Linked DNA regions of Mus musculus: regions 1 and 2 are each linked to region 3. Evidence: chromatin contacts called from public HiChIP or PLAC-seq and promoter capture Hi-C data. All regions are on one chromosome and are shown on one strand. Each heading gives the region's core, a stretch centred on a gene start, on an enhancer-like site or on the middle of the called end of the contact. The rest is flanking DNA. Distances are from core to core; before and after follow the strand shown. Region 1 holds the start of Ipo7 (importin 7). Region 2 holds the start of Tmem41b (transmembrane protein 41B). Region 3 holds the start of Swap70 (SWA-70 protein).

Region 1 (3,207 bases), core at 421-2,920, 200 kb before region 3:
GAGAATTGAGAAGACATCACTTCAGCCACTGCACACATTAGAACCATAAGAAGTAAATACAGTTTTGTTTTGAGGGTCTTTTTGTTTTTGTTTGTTTGTTTTTTTGAGACAGGGTATGCAGCCAGGCAGAACTTGATATGTATAGCAGGTTGGTTTTTAAACTCACAGAATTCTGACTACCTCTGCCTTCTAAGTGCAGGAATTTAAAGCAAAAAATCAAAATATTCTTTTTTTTTTTTTTTTTTTTTTTGGTTTTTCAAGACAGGGTTTCTCTGTGTAGCCCTGGCTGTCCTGGAACTCACTCTGTAGACCAGGCTAGCCTCGAACTCAGAAATTCACCTGCCTCTGCCTTCCAAGTGCTGGGATTAAAGGCATGCGCCACCACGCCCGGCCAAAATATTCTTATTTCATGAGAATTTATAATCAAGTATGGTAGTACAGCACTTGTGGGGTGGAGCAGGATTACAAATTTAAGGACAGTATGTTGTACACAGAGAACTGAATTCCTGCTTTCTTCAAGAACATAAGGTCCTAACCACTGAGTCATTTCTACAGCTCCCTGTTGCTCCTTTGTGAGACAGGTTCAAACATTGTAGCTCAGGCCTGCCTGAAGCTCAGTATATAGCTTCCCTTAGATTCTAATTGAAAATTGATTTGATTTCTAAAGGTAAAATGATTTGAGATGTATGACAGTAGTTCTCAATATTTTCACTGCTGCAATCCTTCAATATAGTTACTTATATTATGATGATTCCCAACCATGATAGTAGCATTTTCATTGCTACTTTATAACTGCAATTTTGCTACTGCTATGAATTATACTGTAAATATCTGATATGCAGAGGATAGCTGATATTCAACAAAGGGGTCACGATCCACAGACCCACAAGATGAGAACTACTGAATTAGAGGTTTAAATATCCATACACAGGGAGTTTTAATGGACATTATGCATTTATTCTGAATTTAGAAATAATTTATATAATGACGTAGCTGAGATTTGAACACTCATTAATAAGGCACAACTTCAATATATAGGATAAAGTCTTACAAAATGAGATTAATGAATCAAAGTGGAGCAGTTTTTATGGCATTTAGAAACTCATCTCAAATCATTGTTGAGAAAGTTCCATCTGGGAGGCTCAGGCAGTGGTATTGCAACAAGTTCAGGTCAAAAGCCTGTCTCAAAAAACAAAACAGAGCTGGGCGTGGTGGCGCATATCTTTAATCCCAGCACTCTCCCAGCACTTGGGAGGTAGAGGCAGGCGGATTTCTGAGTTCGAGGCCAGCCTGGTCTACAAAGTGAGTTCCAGGACAGCCAGAGCTATACAGAGAAACCCTGTCTCAAAAAACCAAAAAACAAAACAAAAACAAAACAGAAATTTCTTTTAATTATACAGTTAGTAACAACGTATTGCATCACACACTTCTTGAGATTCTCTAGGGATATCATATAAAATTTTGTAACTATTTTACTTTTCTCTTTGTGGCGTTTGAACGTTGTCCCTTTCACTGACTACAGTGGGAGCCAGCCACGTGGGCCGTGTCCGCGTTTGGGGACTACATTTCCCAGGGTGCTCCGCCGGAGACTTGACAGGAAGTGGCCGGAGCATCTCCCGCCTCCACGCCGAGGCGAGAAGGTTCTATCCGGGGCCTTGGCGCTTCTCTTTCCTTTCGCGCCGGTTGCCGCTGCGGAGCGCGGCCGGTCCATGTGCGCAGTGAGTGGCGCTATTTCTGCCTCAGTAGCACCGGTGTCCCGGGTCTGACCGACCGCGCGGCGATGGATCCCAACACCATCATCGAGGCCCTCCGGGGCACCATGGACCCAGCCCTGCGCGAGGCCGCTGAGCGCCAGCTCAATGAAGTAAGGACGGCCGGCTAGCGGCTGCTGCGGGCTTGTGGGCCGGCAGGCCAAGACTTCCAGGCCTGGCTGGAGACGCGGAGCACAGCTCCGACGAGCCCATTTGGAGAGGTTGGGCGGAGATCTGACCGCCGTGCCAGGCTCCACTGTGGGGACGCGGCGTCCAGGCCGCCACTCGGTCGGCTTCCGAGTGGGCCTCTGGCCCGGGTCTGGGCGTGTGGAGCCGGCCGAGCTAGGCGGGCGTGACGGTCTGGACACATGGCCGGCTCCCGTGGCCCGCCGCCCTCTGGCTGTCTCCCAGTTTGCTCTCGGGAGGGGGCGAGACAAACTGGGAGGGTGTAGAGATGTGTCCCAGACCAGTCTTTCCGGCGCCCGGTCGGCCGGGGTTCCTGGGGAGGCTAGCTAGTCCACTGGGGGCTGCGCCTGACAGCCTTGTGTGTGCTCTTGGCGGATCAGTGACCTGCCTGTCCGGTACAACTTTCTTCTCGCCGGCGAGGTGCTAGGGACAGATTTCAGATCTGGTAGGGCAGGGGTAGTGTGGGTTACACTGTGCGATCCCCGCTCTGGTACTGTCCTAGTACCACAGTTGGGAGGCGGGATGATGTAGTGGAACGGGTCAGATAAAGTGCGACCTTCTAGGTATAGCAGCCTCAATGATTTCTGGAGTGAGTGACCTTGGGCAAGTCTCACCTCCAGATCCTGAGTTGTACTCATTCATGAAATTAGGCCGTACGGTTGCTGTGATGGTCAAGTGAGATAATCTAGAGCCTATAGAGCTTTCATATGCAACATTAGTGGAGAGTTGGTTTCTCTTCCACGTGTTTTGGGCAGTGCCCCTTGGAAAACTGTTATATTGATATTCTATTGTACTGATTTCATCAGCGTTCTTTTTTTCTGAACTTGGCTATTTTATATATTAGTAAGAATTTAATAGGTTTATAAAAAGGCCTCTGTAAGGTCTCTTTGAGTCTCAGTGTTTTGGTGTGTGTGTGTTCATATACATATATATGTATACTGCATATACACAAATACTAAATTGTATATGCACGCTTTATACACACATATAAGTATCTTTTTTTTTTTTTAATGCAAAAAGAAACCCTTGTTTAAAGAAATCTTAGCCGAGCGGTGGTGGTGCACGCCTTTAATCCCGGCGCTTGGGAGGAAGAGGCAGGAGTATTTCTGAGTTCCAGGCCAGCCTGCTCTACAAAGTGAGTTCCAGGACAGCCAGAACTATACAGAGAAACCCTGTCTCTTAAAAAACAAAAAAGAAAAGAAAAGAAATCTTAAAGCATTGACTTAGAGGAAACATCAGGGAGACTATTAATTGAGCATCTCAAGTTTAC
Region 2 (3,639 bases), core at 804-3,303, 240 kb before region 3:
AAAAGCAATGAATAATGTTAAGCCATTACAAAATCAAAGAGCTTATATTTTCCCCTTAAAACTATACAGAGCCAAGAAATTTCAGGTTAGTGTACGAGACTAAAACAATTTATGAATGAGTCCCCGTATTCCTTAGTTACTTCGTTGGGTGTTTTTTGTTATTGTTTTGGGTTTTAGTTGGTTTGCTTTGAGACAGGGTTTCTCCTTGTAACATACCTGGCTGTCCTGATACTCTTGTAGACCAGGCTGACCTAGAACTCAATAGAGAGCCACCTTCCTCTGCCTCCAGAATAATAGAGGCAGGCCACCACTCCACAGAAGCTATGTTTAGGTGAACTGTTTTGTTTACACCCTTGCATCAACCAAGCAAATAACTATTCTCGTTTTAAAATTCAGATACTTTTTCTTTTTTGGTTATTTTGAGACAGGGTTTCTCTGTATAGCCCTGGCTGTTCTGGAACTCACTTTGTAGACCAGGCTGGCCTCGAACTCAGAAATCCCCTGGGATTAAAGGCGTGTGTGCCACCACGCCCAGCTCAGATACTTTTTAAAAGTTACAAATCCATCTCTGCAGGTGGTCTACTCCTTTAATCCAAGTACTTGAGAAAACTAAGGCTGGTGGATCTCTGAGTTCCAAATCAGCTTGACCTACAGAACCAAACAAGGTCTTTTAAAAAGTAGAAGGCAGGGAGGGGGCTGGTGAGATGGCTCAGTGGGTAAGAGCACCCGACTGCTCTTCCAAAGGTCCAGAGTTCAAATCCCAGCAACCACATGGTGGTTCACAAGCATCTGTAACGTGATCTGATACCCTCTTCTGGTGTGTCTGAAGACAGCTACTGTGTACTTACATGTAATAAATAAATTAAAAAAAAAAAAAGTACAAGGCGAAGGCCGTGCAGTGGTGGCACACGCCTTTAATCTCAGCACTTGAGAGGCAGAGGCAGACGATTTCTGAGTTCGAGGCCAGCCTGATCTACAGAGTGAGTTCCAGGACAGCCAGGGCTATACAGAGAAACCCTGTCTTGAAAGACCAAAAAAAAAAAAAACAAAAAAAACAAAAAAAAAAACAAGGCGGTAGTGTACGCCTGCACGCCTTGGATCCAAGTACTTGGGAGGCTGAAGGAAGCCATTCTTTGCCTTAGAGGCCAGTCTAATCTACAGAGCAAGGTCCTCCAATACAACCAGGGCTACTTAGCTTGAAAACAAATCAAACAATTTTTTTTTTTTAAGTTACAAACCAGGTTAAATGGAAACACAAGAGCTGAAAATGTTGTGTTTTTTTCGAGGCAGGGTTTTCTCTGTGTAACCTGGAACTTGTCTGTCTCCGGAGAACTGGATTAAAAGGACGCGCAACTACAACTACCACCGGCTAGAATCTGACACTTTCAAGTGGCACCTGGAAGGGCAAGTCTTTGCTCTTAATCACAACCTTAGTGTGGCTCTGTGACTCTACACAAGTCATGGAGCTGCATAGTCCTCAGTATGTTCATCTGTAAAACAATACAACGAAAGCTCAAGTCTCTCAAATACCTGTCTGGGTGGCCTGGATAACGAACCGGTCTATTTGGTGTCACAAGTCGGGGTCACCGCTTCCTTTGACTAAAGTCTATTGAGAAAAAACTAACTAGGAGGAGTCTAGCCCTCTGTCATGCTGGGTTCCCCGCCAAGTACAGGACTCTCTTGCTGAGATGCTTCGGTGCTGAAAGGTCCCTCTTTCCCTGCGACCTGCACCACGGGGTCCTAATCTTTAGGGCAGCCTCAGCCCCGTCCCGCAGGTCCACTCACCGTTCAGATGATCTTTGCTGCCAGGCGCGGCGGAACCCTGGGTCCTCACTGCCCGGTCCCCGGCTGGGGTCGAGTGCAACATTTCGGTGGGCGATCGATCAGCCACTCTGCCTTTCGCCATGGCTGCTGCGGGGGCCGCGAAGAGCTCCTACTGGTGCCGCGCCCCCTTGAATGACTAAAGCTCCTCCCGCAGCTTTCTTTCAACACCCAGGCGCGAGGCACAACTACTTCCGGCACGACCACCTCACCTGAGACGACCTCGAAAACTTGACACTCGGCGGAGCCTTCCAGAGATATCAGGTGAGGGCCCGCCCAGAACCGCCCACGAACCTCGCGCGCTCCCGCACGCCCAGTAACCGCGAGACAAGTCAGGGCCGACCCCGCCCCCTCCGGGGCCCCGCCCACCTCGCTGGTGTAGGGCGCATGAGCAATATCGCATTGGCAAGTCATGGGTCTGCGGCCTAAGGTCCGACTTCTCCGCGTAGCTTTCGTCACACGGAAGTGAGGCTCGAGTACTTCAGACTCTTTGTTCCGCCAACCGGAAGTGTCTGCGCGCGACTAGTTGGTGTTGGAGATTCCATTCGTTCCGCAGCAAATGGGTTACAAGCGCTGTGGAAGCTGGAAGCCTGTTCTTAAAATCGTGTAAAATTTAAAACATGAGACAAACGTACCTGAATCTCACAAAATTGAGACCTAGAAACAAAGAAGATCACAGAGTGACAGAAATTAGTTTAGAGTCCAAGGTTTTTCACTCACCTGTCCAAAGTAAATTCACCCTTACTCGCTATATTTTGGCGTTTCCTGAGCCAAGGCATAGCTTCTTGACAGTTTTTCTCCTTCTGCCCCTCATATCCAGCTTCTCACTGGTAAGTATATTAGAGTCACCTCTTCTTTAGGATTTTGCTTTGTCTTGTTCTTTTTTTTTTTTAAGATTTATTTATTATTATATCTAAGTACACTGTAGCTGTCTTCAGACAGACCAGAAGAGGGCATCAGATCTCATTACGGATGTTTGTGAGCCACCATGTGGTTGCTGGGATTTGAATTCAAGACTTCGGAAGGGCAGTCGGTGCTCTTAACCACTGAGCCATCTCTCCAGCCCTGTTTTGTTTTGTTCTTGCTGTCGATATAATCTTAGACCTTGGGCATACAAACCACACCATTCTGTTGCTGAGCGATGCCCCTATCCAATTGACATTTTTTTCGTTATCTTTTTTAAAAGCAGGTATCGAAGGTAATAGTGGGGAATTTCTTCGTGAAAGTAACTTAGCAGTGTATTTTAAAATTTGGACAAAAAGGGGGAGTGGGGAATTGGATTGTTCTTAAGCAGTAATTACACTTAGAAGAAATAATCTGATATCTAGAGAATTGGCAGCTCAGTGCGTAGAAGTATTTGTCTCTTAAACTTGACAGGCTTATTTCGGTCTCTGAGACCTAATAGCAGTAGGTGAGAACTAACTCTTGGAAGTTGTCCTCTGATTACTTTTTTTTGGGGGGGGGGGCGGTTTGAGACAGGGTTTCTCTGTGTAGCCCTGGCTGTCCTGCAACTCGCTCTGTAGACCAGGCTGTCAGGCTGACCTTGAACTCAGAAATTCCCCTGCCTCTGGCTCACAAATTCTGGGATTAAAGGCGTACGCCACCATAGCCTGGCGTCCTCTGATTTCAACATAACATTCAAGCACGCAGCAGTAAGTGTAGTGTTAATAAAATTAAAATTAAAAAGAAACAAAAAATCATTTTATAAAAAGTGAATACGTGACCGGGCATGGTGGTGCATACCTTTAATCCCAGCACTTGCTAGGCAGAGGCAGGTGAAATTCTGAGTTTGAGGCCAGCCTGGTCTACAGAGTGAGT
Region 3 (3,589 bases), core at 83-2,582:
ATTTACAGGCAGGGTTTCATTTAGTCCTGGCTAGCTTCAACCTCCATATGTAGCTAAGGATGTCATTGGACTTCTGAATTCCAAGCGCTGGGATTACAGACATGCACCACCATGCCTGGTCTAGCACCGTGTAGTGCTAAGGATAAATTCAGGGCTTTGTACATGTTAGATAAGAGCTCTACCAACTGAGCTACACCATAGGCCCAAAGGAACTTTAAAGAGGAAAAATAAACTACACTTTGATCTGGGAATCCCCTGCTTTTGACTTTTGATAGTTATCCTTTCCATAGTGTCTAAGGATTGTGCTATTGTGATGAGATTCAAGTTACCCAGTCACAGTCACTACCCCAGGCAGTGGGAAAGAGCCTTCTGGACCATCTGGTATCTATGCTCTTTCTATTTGTGGAGAATTTGAAGTCAGAAGAGTTCAAGTGTAAGAGATGCCATCTGGGCACTTCTCTAGGTCTGGATGGATTCTTTTAAGTGGTCAACCATTCTCATTATTAAAATAGATGGAGTGATTTGCATGATTTCCAATAATGGGAGCACAATCCACCAGCGACAGCAACTTTACCTCCGTGAAGCTCTTCCTAGGATGTGAACTGATCCTAAGCGGCAGAGGTTAGAAAGAAAATGTTGCTGGGCTTATTAACTTCTATTTTACTCATTTATTTATTTATTTATTTATTTATTGTAGGTGTGTGGGCATGCGGTGGAAGTCAGGAGACGACTTGCGATTCTCATTCCCCTATGTGGGTTTAGGAGAGAGAACTCAAAATCGTTAGGTTTGGCATCAAGAGCCTTTATCTATGAGCCTTTATAAGCCTATCATTGACTTCTTAACTCTTCTTAAAACTTGTTGCTCTGCCCCTAGAGGCCACTACAGAGGGCCATCAATGCATATTTGCAAAGTGCATGAAGCAACTTTCTTAGATTTCTATTTTTGTTTCTGTCTCCTTCTTTATCCTTCCTGATTTGGGACTGAGCATTCCAGGCTCTGCCTGGACATTTTTCGGGGTCTTGTCTGGCCTCTTAAGACCGTGACTCCATCCCAGGACTGAACCAAGACTCCTTTAATAACTGTGAGACTCCTGCAAAAGCCTCAGTGGCTGATCACTCCAGTCTTGAGTGTTCCTCGGGCTGGTGGGCATTCCTTTGGGAGCACATGCGAGCTTTGAAAATGGCCTGAGTTGGTGTGGAAACCCACCACAAGGACTTTGCGTGTTGTTTACGTCCCCGTAGTGGGCAGAGGGTATCCCAGGGCTGGTTGGTAAGACGGAGGGGCGGGACCAGAGGGGTGTGCCCTTTGGGAGGGCGGGGCCTGCAGCGGTCAGGTGACCGCGCGGCGGGCCGAGTCTTCTGTGGGGATCCTGCAGGAGGCAGAGGCGCTGAGTTGCCGACTGGGCTGACCAGGTCTGTTAGGGCAGCGCGGCCGCGGCCATGAGGGGCTTGAAAGACGAACTGCTCAAAGCCATTTGGCACGCCTTCACCGCGCTCGACCTGGACCGCAGCGGCAAGGTCTCCAAGTCGCAACTCAAGGTGAGCCCCCTGCCGGCGCTCTTCCTGTAGGGCACGGGACCCGCGGCGGTGTCCGCAGGGAGGGCTGCTTGGGAATGTGGCGGGGCGGCGGTCCTCACTCTTCCTCAGGCCTCCGGGCGGTGCGCGGGGGTGGACGCGCTCCTGCGGCTCCCGCGACGGCCGAGGTGCGCTCCGAGAGGCGCCGCGGGACCCGCAGAGCGTCTCCCCCCGCCACGGGCTGTATGGGGGCCCGGGAGCCTCAGGCTCGCCTCCGGGACGCTGAGCAGAGCCTCCCCGCCCCGGCGTCCGCAGACCTTGGGGCCAGTGAGAGCGCGTGCGGAGCGGCCCCGGGTCTTACGGGCTCCCTGCAAAGGCCATTGCTTTTGCAGAGTCCTCCTCAGGGCTGCCTAAAGACTCCAGAGTATGAGGTACGCATAAAGGGATACTTGTAAGTCGAGTAAACCCCAAAGTGGCACCCAGCCAGGAGAAATTGGCAGCGTCTTGAAAAGCCTGAAATATAGAAACAGACAAGAGGAGCCATTCAACAGGCATTTTTAAAATATACACATTTTGGATCTGAATGACTGGGTTTTCTTAGCCTCTTCTAAGAAAAAAAATTTCCGAAGTTTGGGTTTGCTTTGTATATTTTGTGTAGTAAATGAGGAAGTTCTTTTCAGTAGTGACTTTTATTGCCAGCAGGATCTGGCGGGCTCACTTGTTTTCCTTTTGATCTTATTCATTAAATCATAGTCTGGAAGGACCGATGGAAATTAGTCACATACTTTTACTTTAAAAAAAGTAATATACGGGGTCTTGGAGAGATGGATGCTCCGTGGTTAGGGGCGACTGCTCTTCCAGAGGTCCAGAATTCTGTTCCCAGCACCCACGTGGGATAACTCACATAGCTATAGGGGTAGCCTATAATTCCAGCTCCAGGGGCTGCCTCTCGCGTCTGTGGGCAGCAGCACACACATTTTCACATGCACGCTCATAATTTAAAAATAATATTTAAAAAAGTTAATAATAGGTTTTTCTGGTGTACAGTTCAACGAGTTTTAGCACACGTAGGAAGTAACTATCACTAACTAACTAGGATTTCATCAGTTCTGTCCCACAAAGCTTTGTCATACTGCCCCATCTCCAACAGGTGGTAACCACGGATCTGTTCTAGTCTTCCTTTTTCAAGTGTGATATGAATTGGATCTTCTGAAACCAGCTTCCTTTACTCAGATGAATGCCTTAGAAGTTAACCTATAGTATGTGTATTGTTATTGCTAGGCTAGTACATCTTATAGGTGTGCCATAGTTATCCATTCACTCTTGAAGATTTGTTATTTCTAGTTTATTCGTGATTCTGAATAGAGCTGTAGGACTTTGTTTTTACTTTTACCTATTATAATTTTTAGATAGTGTGTAGCCAGGTTTTCTTTTAACCATTCTGAGGTATCAGAGTATTTATTTAGGCCATGTATGTATAATGTAATGATTGATATTGATAGATTTAGGGTTGCCATTTTATTATGATTGGCTTCTGTTTTCTTTCTTTCTTTCTTTCTTTCTCTCTCTCTGTATACTTAGAATGACCATTTTGCCACTTTAAGGGGAATGTAGAAATCTTATGCCATGTAAGATCCATTACTCTTCCTGCTTTATGTTGTAATTATTGTGCTTATTACTCTACATACATTGAAAATATCTTCCTCCTCATTCCTCCAACCCTAACTTTTAAAGAACTTTAGAAAATAGCTCCTCTTTCCTCCAGATAGTTCCAGGGTATCCCTCAATTTTGTTGATATGGAAAGTGAAGCTTCAGAGATGTGATTTGTCCCAAGTTACAGTAGCTAGTTTAGAACCAAGATTATCTCTGCCTGTCTGTCTGTCTGTATCTATCTGTTTTGAGACAGGATCTCTCTACATAGCCCTGGCTGTCTTGGAACTCACTGTGTAGACCAGGCTGGCCTGGAACTCACAGAGATACACTTGCTTTTGCCTCCCTAGATCTGGGATTAAAGGGTGTGACACCATGCCTGGCAAGATTTTCACATTTTAAAGCCAGTGTTGCTTAATCTGC

The links. HiChIP or PLAC-seq counts read pairs in DNA pulled down with a chosen protein or histone mark. Capture Hi-C pulls out chosen DNA fragments and counts their contacts.
Region 1: an H3K4me3 HiChIP or PLAC-seq map of bone marrow-derived macrophages shows a contact between it and region 3, with 2.5 times the contacts expected there. The contact joins the promoter of Ipo7 here to the promoter of Swap70 in region 3. A contact is called at or near these places in 3 of 484 Hi-C or Micro-C datasets (embryonic stem cells and natural killer cells), 6 of 115 datasets of contacts at active chromatin or transcription factors (the 230-238 cell line, the SCID.adh cell line, bone marrow-derived macrophages and 3 more) and 2 of 9 other capture datasets (adipose tissue and liver).
Region 2: a contact with region 3 is called in a promoter capture Hi-C map of liver. The contact joins the promoter of Tmem41b here to the promoter of Swap70 in region 3. A contact is called at or near these places in 1 of 484 Hi-C or Micro-C datasets (regulatory T cells), 1 of 115 datasets of contacts at active chromatin or transcription factors (the SCID.adh cell line) and 1 of 9 other capture datasets (liver).

The regions. Positions count from the first base shown.
Region 1 is chr7:110,016,645-110,019,851 of GRCm38.p6, forward strand. Ipo7 (importin 7) reads left to right here and starts at 1,671. Exons shown (of 25, transcript NM_181517.5): 1 at 1,671-1,864. The coding sequence starts at 1,781.
Region 2 is chr7:109,984,177-109,987,815 of GRCm38.p6, forward strand. It overlaps Tmem41b (transmembrane protein 41B), which reads right to left and starts at 2,054. Exons shown (of 7, transcript NM_153525.5): 1 at 1,786-2,054. The coding sequence starts at 1,906.
Region 3 is chr7:110,220,371-110,223,959 of GRCm38.p6, forward strand. It overlaps Swap70 (SWA-70 protein), which reads left to right and starts at 1,333. Exons shown (of 12, transcript NM_009302.3): 1 at 1,333-1,539. The coding sequence starts at 1,441.